Linked DNA regions of Zea mays: region 2 is linked to region 1. Evidence: chromatin contacts called from public Hi-C data. All regions are on one chromosome and are shown on one strand. The core of a region is the stretch at or near the end of the contact, and the rest is flanking DNA. Distances in the headings are between cores, read along the strand shown.

Region 1 (4,553 bases), core at 1,070-3,569:
GAATGCTTCTGGACGCTCTAATATCCTTGTACTGTGTGTGCGTTTAGGACAGAAACTCAGCCTCTTAGTCCCTGTACTGAAGAAGCTACTGTCTTACCCCAACCATTTTGCGTTATGAGTTATGACATCTATAATTTGAACCCTTCAAACTACATTTTGAGTTGAATCTTTAACTGCAGCTGTAAGCATGAGGTAGGGCATCATTACAGTCGCACAAGTTAATGGTCAAATACATGGATACGAAATTGTCAAGAAATCCTACCAACGATATTTATGTGGCATTCTAGAAATAGCAAGGAAGCGAGGCTGCTGATATTTGGAATTGTTTTAGGTCACAACATGAATTCTTTATTTATTTATTTTGGTTGGTAATAAAAATAGACAAGGTAACGAGAACAGCCAATAACAAGGAAAAGCATCACCAAACGCAATCCTGTTAGCAATGTCCCAAAATGCATACTCATGAGGATAAAACAAAAACAGGATAGAAAACATGATTAACTCAAATAACCACTCCTTTTAAAAAAAACTCAAGCAAATCACTTCATTTCAAAAAAAAAATCAAGAAAATCATAGTGCAAGAATTAAGAACAGAGCATAGATGTTGAGCTGGACATAAATTGGATATCCCAATGTGGAACAAATTATGCAGTATGCACCGTCATGCCACCATCATATCATATCCGAAGAATATTGCCAACTCCATATGAATCAAGAATGATGGTTAAGATTAAAAGCTAACAACAGAGTCAGCATGGCCACCTTGGGAAGCACATCATAGAGCTCTGGTTAAAGTGCATAGGACAAGGTCAGAATACCTTGTTTAGCGCCCAAAAGAATCAGAAAGTATCAAGGGGCAACAAAAGCTGAAATGACGCCATTATTCAGTACATGAGAGTTGTGGAGAAATAAGATTGATGCAGACTTGAGCCAATATGATAAATCAGACAGCAAAGCTGTGGTCATTTGCCTATGAGTGAGTGCCGGTGTGCACTCAGCCCACCAGCCTGACTATGCAGAAATCAGTTGCAAAGTATGTACACTATGAGACCATAGATGCCTCTGATAAATTCTTAATGCGTTTAGGTGCACATGTTCCATGGGTGGTGATGATAGAGTATTGTTTGCTTGCACGCGTGTGTATGCCTTATACACAATTACTGTCATAACAGAAAGGCGACATAAGACAGATTAAACCACACTTTTTTGTTCTTGCCTTATCTCCACCTCTTTAGTCATGTCTACTATCCCCCTCAAGTTTTTCTCTCTGGTTAACCTTTCCTCTCATGCTCCTCAGTTTCGTTGCCCTAAAAATTCTAATGTGCAAGCACAATGTGCCAATCGAAGTCAAAACTCAGAGGGAAGATTGGGTTTTTGGGACTCCAAATAATATGATTCGCACTTTTGCCACTTGAAAAGTGCGGCATGTTTTGAGTCCTATTTTTGCTATGTCAATGTTACAACGGCAAAAGTGCGAAGCACAAGCACACTATTTGGAATCCCAAAAATCCAATTTTCTCCTTTACAGAAGAACAGAATGCTAGAACATGTGGTCAATCTGTATTCTGCAGGAAACAAATTGGGCAAGTAATCTGCGGTCTCACCCGGTGGCGTCAAGGACATCCCTAGAGATCTTCATCTTCTTAGTGGCCCCTTTGTACAGGTCCTCCAAGGTGCAAGCCAGCGGCCGCTCGATCGGCGGCGCCTTCCTCTGCGACGCCGCGCTCGACGCCTCCCCTGCCCCAGCAGCGCCGCCGAACATCGGGAACCCGGAGGGGACGCCGCCGCCGGGGGTACGGGGGCCTGCCCCAGCAAACCCGCCGCCGAATATCTCGGAGAAGATCTCCTCGGCGCTCCTCGTGTTGAAGCGGAACCTGTGGACGCCGGCGCCGGCGCCGTGCGTGGAGGCGGCGGGCGGAGGCGCGCCGGCCTTGAGGCCTTCCTCGCCGTACTGGTCGTAGATGGCTCGCTTCTGCGGGTCGCTGAGCACCTGCGAGAGGGGAGCCAACAGGTCAAGCAGATGGGGTTTCCCGACGGTAATGGAGGACGAGGGGAGGGATGTGTACGGACGTCGTAGGCCTCGGAGACCTGCTTGAAGAGGGTGTCGGCCTGCGGCGTAGGGTTCTTATCGGGATGGTACTTCATGGCTAGGCGGCGGTAGGCCTTCTTGAGCTCGTCGTCGGTGGCGCCGCGGCCGACGCCCAGCACCTTGTAGTAGTCCACCCCCATCGGCGGCGACTGCTGTTGCTAGCACCTAGCAGGCGGGCGGGGGGCCGGTTTTCCGCTGTTCCCAAACTGACGAGGTTTTTGGATTTTGGTTGGTACATGTAATTGGCCGGTTGTTTTGCTTTAATGCTCTTCTATCCTACGATTTTTTATCTTTCCTTTTTTTGTGTATGTGTGGGGTGTTTGGTGTGTATGTGTGGGGGTGAGGGGTTCGATACTCACCTCTTTGAGTTCAAATATATTCAATTCTCTATAATTTCTTATACCCGACTTGCTAGTTGCTACTGTTATAAGGCTATGGTCATAAGATCGTAATATGGCGTGTAAAACATTGTTTTGTATTTGTTTACATGTTGGAGTTTTAAAATAAGAGATGAGGATAAGTAAGCTACTAGAGATAATCTAAGACGGGTGCCCGCGGCTACCGTTGGTCATTCGTGACCGCTGACATGGCACTATTAGCGATTAGTACTACAGTGTTTGTTGTTATTGTTCAGCACCAATCGGTATTGGTTACCTACTGATGACATGGTGTGATCTTATTGGTTGACGCTGTTTTCTCCGTTTTGATTTTTTTTAAAAAAAATCAACTTATAAGTAGAGGGAGTGTTTGAGCTCACTCACACAACTCACACTTATATTTTTTTTTCTTCCACCATTTCATACTCATCTCACCCTCATTTTATTCAAACAAAGCGTTGTTGCAATGTCTTCGTTCAGCTCGGACATCGACATAATCAAAGAAGAAGTGATCAGGTTGATGTAGCAAACTTTAATGCAGCAGGCGGTGGAGTTTGCCTTTGAGTCTTCCATATTGAGGAGGCGAACAAGATAACATCAAAGATATATCGACTACAACTGTGTATCCAACCACGACTGGTTGATCCAAGACTATTTTAACGACCTGTGCATCTACCCGTTGTTTTATTTTTGTTAAAGGTACCATATGCGGAGGAGCATCTTCCTTCACGTCTTGGAGAGGTTGAAATATTATATTAACTTTGATTATAGACGTACCAGATTCTAATTATAATAATAATTATAGACAAATTCTAATTATAAACGTATCAGATTAAAATATTATATTAACTTTGATTAGAAAAGTTAATCTAATAAACATAAGTTAAATAAATATTTAATTATTTATGAAAACATGTGACAATATAAAAATAATGTTACTAATGCGTAGGCAATATTAATACGAAGTAACACGACTTGATCATGTTAAAACAGATGTGTAATGCCAAAAATATCATATATTTAGTATTAAAAAAAGTGGATTAAATGACGTGGGCATGTTCTGCTGATTGGTTGGCTCGGGACTATATAGAGGTTCGCGGGTACAGAGGATCGAATATTCGAATAGAAGAGATTTGGTGTAGTCATCATCAAATTTGTCTTCTTTCTTAAAAAATAGTGGATATTAGCCATGGGGAGAAAGAAAGGAGAGGGAATCAGCCAAAAAGAGGAGGCTCAGTCGCAGTAGGGGTAGATACCGATGAGGAAGAAGGGCTGCGCCATACTTAAGTGAAAATGAAAAAAAAAAGACGAAACAATGGAAGACGCACCAGAGAAGGTGTTCGCCGGAGTCAGAGTTTTTTTTAAGATTAGCAACATTGATCCGAATGATAATCCGGAAATGAAGCTCTCGCGAGCAAGTCGTGGGCGGTGACCTGGGATGCCTTTGGAGATAAATGGATAGTAAGTAATTGCTCGTCAGGGTTGGAGAGATTTTCGAACTTCGGTGAACGATTGTGGGAGCTACAGATAAAATATTGTGAAACTATTATGTTCTAGAATGTGCTCACTTAGGAGAATCTGGGCATGTATATATAGGGTGGGTTGAGTTTATCCAAAATTAGAATAAATTCAAATTTAAAGATTCATTAATTTCAGAAAATGTAGAAATTCATTTTTAATGTACAACAAAATCTAAAGGCTCCAAAAAATTATAGGAAATTTTCTAGAAATATTTTGACACATAACGAACTCAATTAAACTATTTAGAACTTATAAATATATTTTTAAGTGTCTCAAATAAATATATTTTGCTTTATGAAAAAAAGGAAAATACTCAAAAAATATGGATATTTATTGAAGACTTCTATGAGATATATTAGCATGTTTAAAGACATTTTGCACTTAGAAACACTATGAAATGCCATGAATGCAACACTTAGTTTAACCTTATGATTCATTTTAACTGGTTTATAATAAAAGGAATATATATATATATAACTATAATTTTTATTCCAAACCACTCAAAACTTATCAAATTGAACTTATTTTTTTTTAAATGTCCCTTAAAAAAATAGGGTGTTACATAG
Region 2 (4,553 bases), core at 1,159-3,658, 400 kb after region 1:
GGTTTACCCCGCCGTGTCATTCACAGAGATCATTTCGCGGGAGAAAACCTCATCCAACATCACTACTTCGGCGCTAACCCAGTGTATCCACCCCATGTGTTTCGTAGAAGGTACGCACTTCATAAATTTGTCATAGGTTATGATTTGTTCAACTTTTGACAATTATGCAATACCATTTTTTTAGGTTCCGCATGAGTAGCCCTTTGTTTCTCCGCATTCTGCATGGTCTTCAACAACACGATATTTACTTTACACAAAGAGTTGACGCAACTGGTATGCCCGGACTAGGACCATTACAAAAAGTTTGTGCGGCGATGCGGATACTTGCTTATGGGTTACCTTCTGATGCGGTAAAACAAAGGGCTACTCATGCGGAACCAGTTGGCGCCTCGAACGGGAGAGAAGACGACCGCGAAGGTTCCGGTCGGTGGCGCGGGCGGAGTCTTCCGCGTGAAGCAGTGGAGGGGGAGTGCACAGTGACGCCCTGCATCTGGCGTGAGAGAGAAGAGGGTCGCGGCGGAGGGGGGCGCGTAGTGGCGAGCGCTGCGGCTTCAAGGGGTGAACAGTATCCCCTATTCCATGTACAGTGATAGGGGAGGGGAAGGGGGAACGCTGCAGTCAGCCTTAAGTCCAATCCAAACCTCATCAGGCAACTCTTGGGACACATCCATCCGCAACGCTCCGTGCTTCTCTTTTCGGCCGGTGAGCCCAATACCTGGTCGGCCCATTCTGTTGTGACGGCATGCATGATTGGCTTGACGGCCTGTTCATTTGATTTTAATATGTTCCTATTTCTATTAATTGTATAATGTTTTTGTCTTTATAAATTACAACCATAGCAGTTTAAGCGGTAGCTGTAATTCGAAGCGAATAGCTCCGATGGGCACAGACCACGGATGGGGCACATGAAAAAATTGCATGCACACAAACACTAAACTAGAAACTTAACTTTACTAGTCAGTTGCCCGTGCGTTGCGACGGTTTACATATAAATTATTAATAAAAAAATTTAAGATTTTTTATTAACTGTCTCCGCTCTCCATATATTTTTTTTTATTTAGCTAACTGATCTTATTATTTACTACATCCAATATGTATCGATACAACACGACCAATGAAGTGAGCGATTAGAAAAGAGTTCACAACGAGTGACCGAACAAACAGAGATTATAAAATGACATAATTCCAGCATAATTTATATGGAGCACATCCAGTTTGTATTGATGTCTTACTTTAGCAATCACTCCATATTTTGATCTATCTTTTTTACTGTTAGTGTGACAAATCATTGTTGCTTCATCCAATTCAGCAACCTCAAACATCATGGAGTCTATTGCGCCAATATGGTCTCAGAAATGACCTAATGCTTGCAAAAGCCAAGAACGTCGTGTCGTGCTTGAGCTGTTGCCTCGGCCCGACACGATTATATATTTTTTACTTTACAAAAAACGTATATACATATAGACAATTTATATTCATTATTAAAAACATTTGAGTATTATATTCTACTGGTTAGACCACTTCACCCAATGTCTCCCGCCCTTCCCCATCAAGGCATGGGTTCAAACCCCACTTCATGCACTATTTTTTAACATTTTACGTTGATTTAATCAAATGGACCGACGGGCTAACGAGCTGGCCTGCGTGCGTCTGTCCCGTGCCGGGCCGCCGTTTGGCCATCTATAGGCGTACAACGAATTAATTTAAAATAGCTGTGAGGGGTTATTTGTAAAAAGATGACGTATGACGACCGTTGAAACTGGTGCTTTAAGTATAGTATATAGATATATAGAAATATGGTTTCTACTGTTTATACAATATTTTTGTCTCTATTATATTAGATGAAAGCTGTTAAGAATAAATCTGGCGCCATGTCTGTGCATGGCTGCATGGTGGTGTGGTGGTCGAATATGTGTCTCATGTTCGAGTCCTTCAGGAATAGGAAGAGCTAGCGCATCTGAATGAGTGTTTTGAGTTGTGCATTCGAAAGTGTTTAAAGGGATAAATATAAAAAATCTCAAGGCATATGTATCTTTACGAAGACATTATATCTTAACTCTATGCTTCAGACAAAGAACTAATTGATTAGTCAATTTAATTTATACGATGAATATTGCAATATATAGATTTTAGATCTAACAATTATATTACATTATATTTTATTATATTTTAGTTGTCTCTAATTTCGCATGGTGGGGCATCATCGGGTCTTCAGCTATGTTAGATGAAGCCTGCCTGCCTGTGCGTGGCAGACACGCAGGCCACGGATGGGGACACAGAAAAAAGCGGCAGAATGGGCAGCACGTGATGCGATCAGCCATCATCAATCCGCCGCCGCGCCGCCTACAGCTCCTCCCGAGACGGGAGGCGAAGGAAGACGAGAACTAGACGCCACTCCTACAGTTTTACGTTTACCCATCACCACCAGTCCAGCACCGAGCACCGACCAGATCAACCAGGCCCGCCCCGACCCGAAGATGCAGCGGTGGCTCCCGGCGCTCCTCCGCCGCGCCGCGCCCGGCGGCGGGGCGGCGCGGCTCTTCGCCTCGTCCTCCCTCCTCTTCGACGACACGCAGGAGCAGGTGCGTTACGCGCTCGCTCACCTAACTTTTCCACTCGGCGGGCCCAACCGCCATTGCCCCTTGCCCGTTGCCTGATCGACCCAATTCCTGGCCCGCCCTCTGCCAGTTCAAGGAGAGCGTGCGCAAGTTCGCGCAGGAGAACATCGCGCCGCGCGCCGCGGCCATCGACGCCTCCAACCACTTCCCGCGGGACGTGGACCTGTGGAGGCTCATGGGGGACTTCAACCTCCACGGCCTCACCGCGCCGGAGGAGTACGGCGGCATGGGCCTCGGCTACATGTACCACTGCATCTCCATGGAGGAGATCACCAGGGCCTCCGGCGCCGTCGGCCTCTCCTACGGCGCGCACTCCAACCTCTGCATCAACCAGCTTGTGAGTCGTACACCCGTACTCGTGGCTGCTCCACCGCCCTGCTTGTTTTTGCCCTCGCACGCCGCGTTAACCACACCACTTGGGCGGTTACTTATTACTACTACCCATGCGTAGCGTAATGCTGTTTATGTGTTCTCCGTTGCAGGTCCGGCACGGCAGTCCCGAGCAGAGGCTCAAGTATCTGCCCAAGGTGCTGTGCTCTCCTCGGATTTGCTTTGTTCTATCATTATGTTTCGCCAGGGCCATAGTTTTCTTAAGAACGATGAAGATGCTCACTGCTAGTATATGTCTGGCGGTTTTATACTCATGCATTTTTGCCTTCTCTATGAAGCTCATCAGTGGGGAGCATATCGGGGCACTGGCAATGAGTGAACCCAACTGTCAGTACCATTCCATTCCGCTTCCGTTGCTGTTCTGTTCTTCGCCAGAAGTACGATAAGGTTCCTTCTGACGCGTTGCTGAAATGTAATTTCAGCTGGCTCTGATGTTGTCAGTATGAAGTGCAAAGCTGAGAAAGTGGACGGCGGCTATGTCCTTAATGGGAATAAGATGTGGTGCACCAATGGGCCGTCTGCTCAGACGCTGGTATTTTTCCCGCAAGGGGGAACTTTTTACATTCATCCCCCTCTGCTTTCGGCACACGTGTCTGTTTCACCAGTTTTTATCTGTGCTAGTTTCGTATCAACCTTTTGGTGCTTCACTGCGATTCCTCACTTTTGCCACTCCACAATCGCATCCTCTTTGTTGGAAGAGCTACTTGTCTTGTTTCTCTTTGCAGCCATAAAACCTTGCCAATTCATCCATGTTGGGGTTTTACAGGTTGTTTATGCAAAAACAGATCTAGCTGCGGGATCAAAAGGAATAACTGCATTCATAATCGAGAAAGGGATGCCCGGGTACAGAACCACTCCATTATCTTCATTGGACATGATTGAGCATGAACACATGCGTTTCTACAGCTTTCTGGTCATGTTACTGATGGTCCTTGTTCACGACTACAGGTTCAGTACTGCTCAGAAATTGGACAAACTTGGCATGAGAGGAAGCGACACGTATGATGTTTCTACTTGCTCATGAAACTTATGAAAAGAAATGGTGAAATCGGGGCCAATTTAACTCCATCTAATCTGCAGATGTGAGCTTGTTTTTGAGAACTGCTTTGTGCCACGCGAGAATGTCCTCGGTGAAGAAGGCAAAGGTATTGCCTCCTGACTGTTTTGAAGCTCATTCACGTGTGTCAGATATTTGCTCTGTTGTTTAAGTTGGTTGCCTGTGTGGTACATGGCCCAGAGATTGGAACTATAGTAGCATCTATTTCTGAAGGCAAAGATATTCTGCATTTCTGCACATGGGAAACTGCAATAGTTGTATCTAATCATCCAGAACTAGTTTCTAAACTCCCTATAGAACTAGGAAGAGTTCTTTAACTTTGTGCCCACCTTTAGTCTCAACGCCTTCTCTTTTTGCAGATGTTTATTCCACGATTTTCTAAACCCCATATAAAACTAGAAAGATTTCTTTAATTAGATGGTCACCTTTGATCTCTATGCCTTCTCTTGTGGCAGGTGTTTATGTCATGATGTCAGGGCTTGATCTGG

The links. A called contact is a pair of places that touch in the nucleus more often than the background predicts.
Region 2: a Hi-C map of tassel shows a contact between it and region 1, with 1.7 times the contacts expected there. The contact joins the promoter of LOC100382372 here to the promoter of LOC100283703 in region 1. A contact is called at or near these places in 2 of 25 Hi-C or Micro-C datasets (endosperm and tassel).

The regions. Positions count from the first base shown.
Region 1 is chr8:134,711,452-134,716,004 of Zm-B73-REFERENCE-NAM-5.0, forward strand. It overlaps LOC100283703, which reads right to left and starts at 2,320. Exons shown (of 3, transcript NM_001156602.2): 1 at 2,071-2,320; 2 at 1,605-1,990. The coding sequence starts at 2,229.
Region 2 is chr8:135,115,985-135,120,537 of Zm-B73-REFERENCE-NAM-5.0, forward strand. LOC100382372 reads left to right here and starts at 2,409. Exons shown (of 13, transcript NM_001175117.1): 1 at 2,409-2,582; 2 at 2,689-2,955; 3 at 3,101-3,145; 4 at 3,287-3,335; 5 at 3,431-3,540; 6 at 3,775-3,851; 7 at 3,957-4,007; 8 at 4,089-4,153; 9 at 4,521-4,553. The coding sequence starts at 2,478.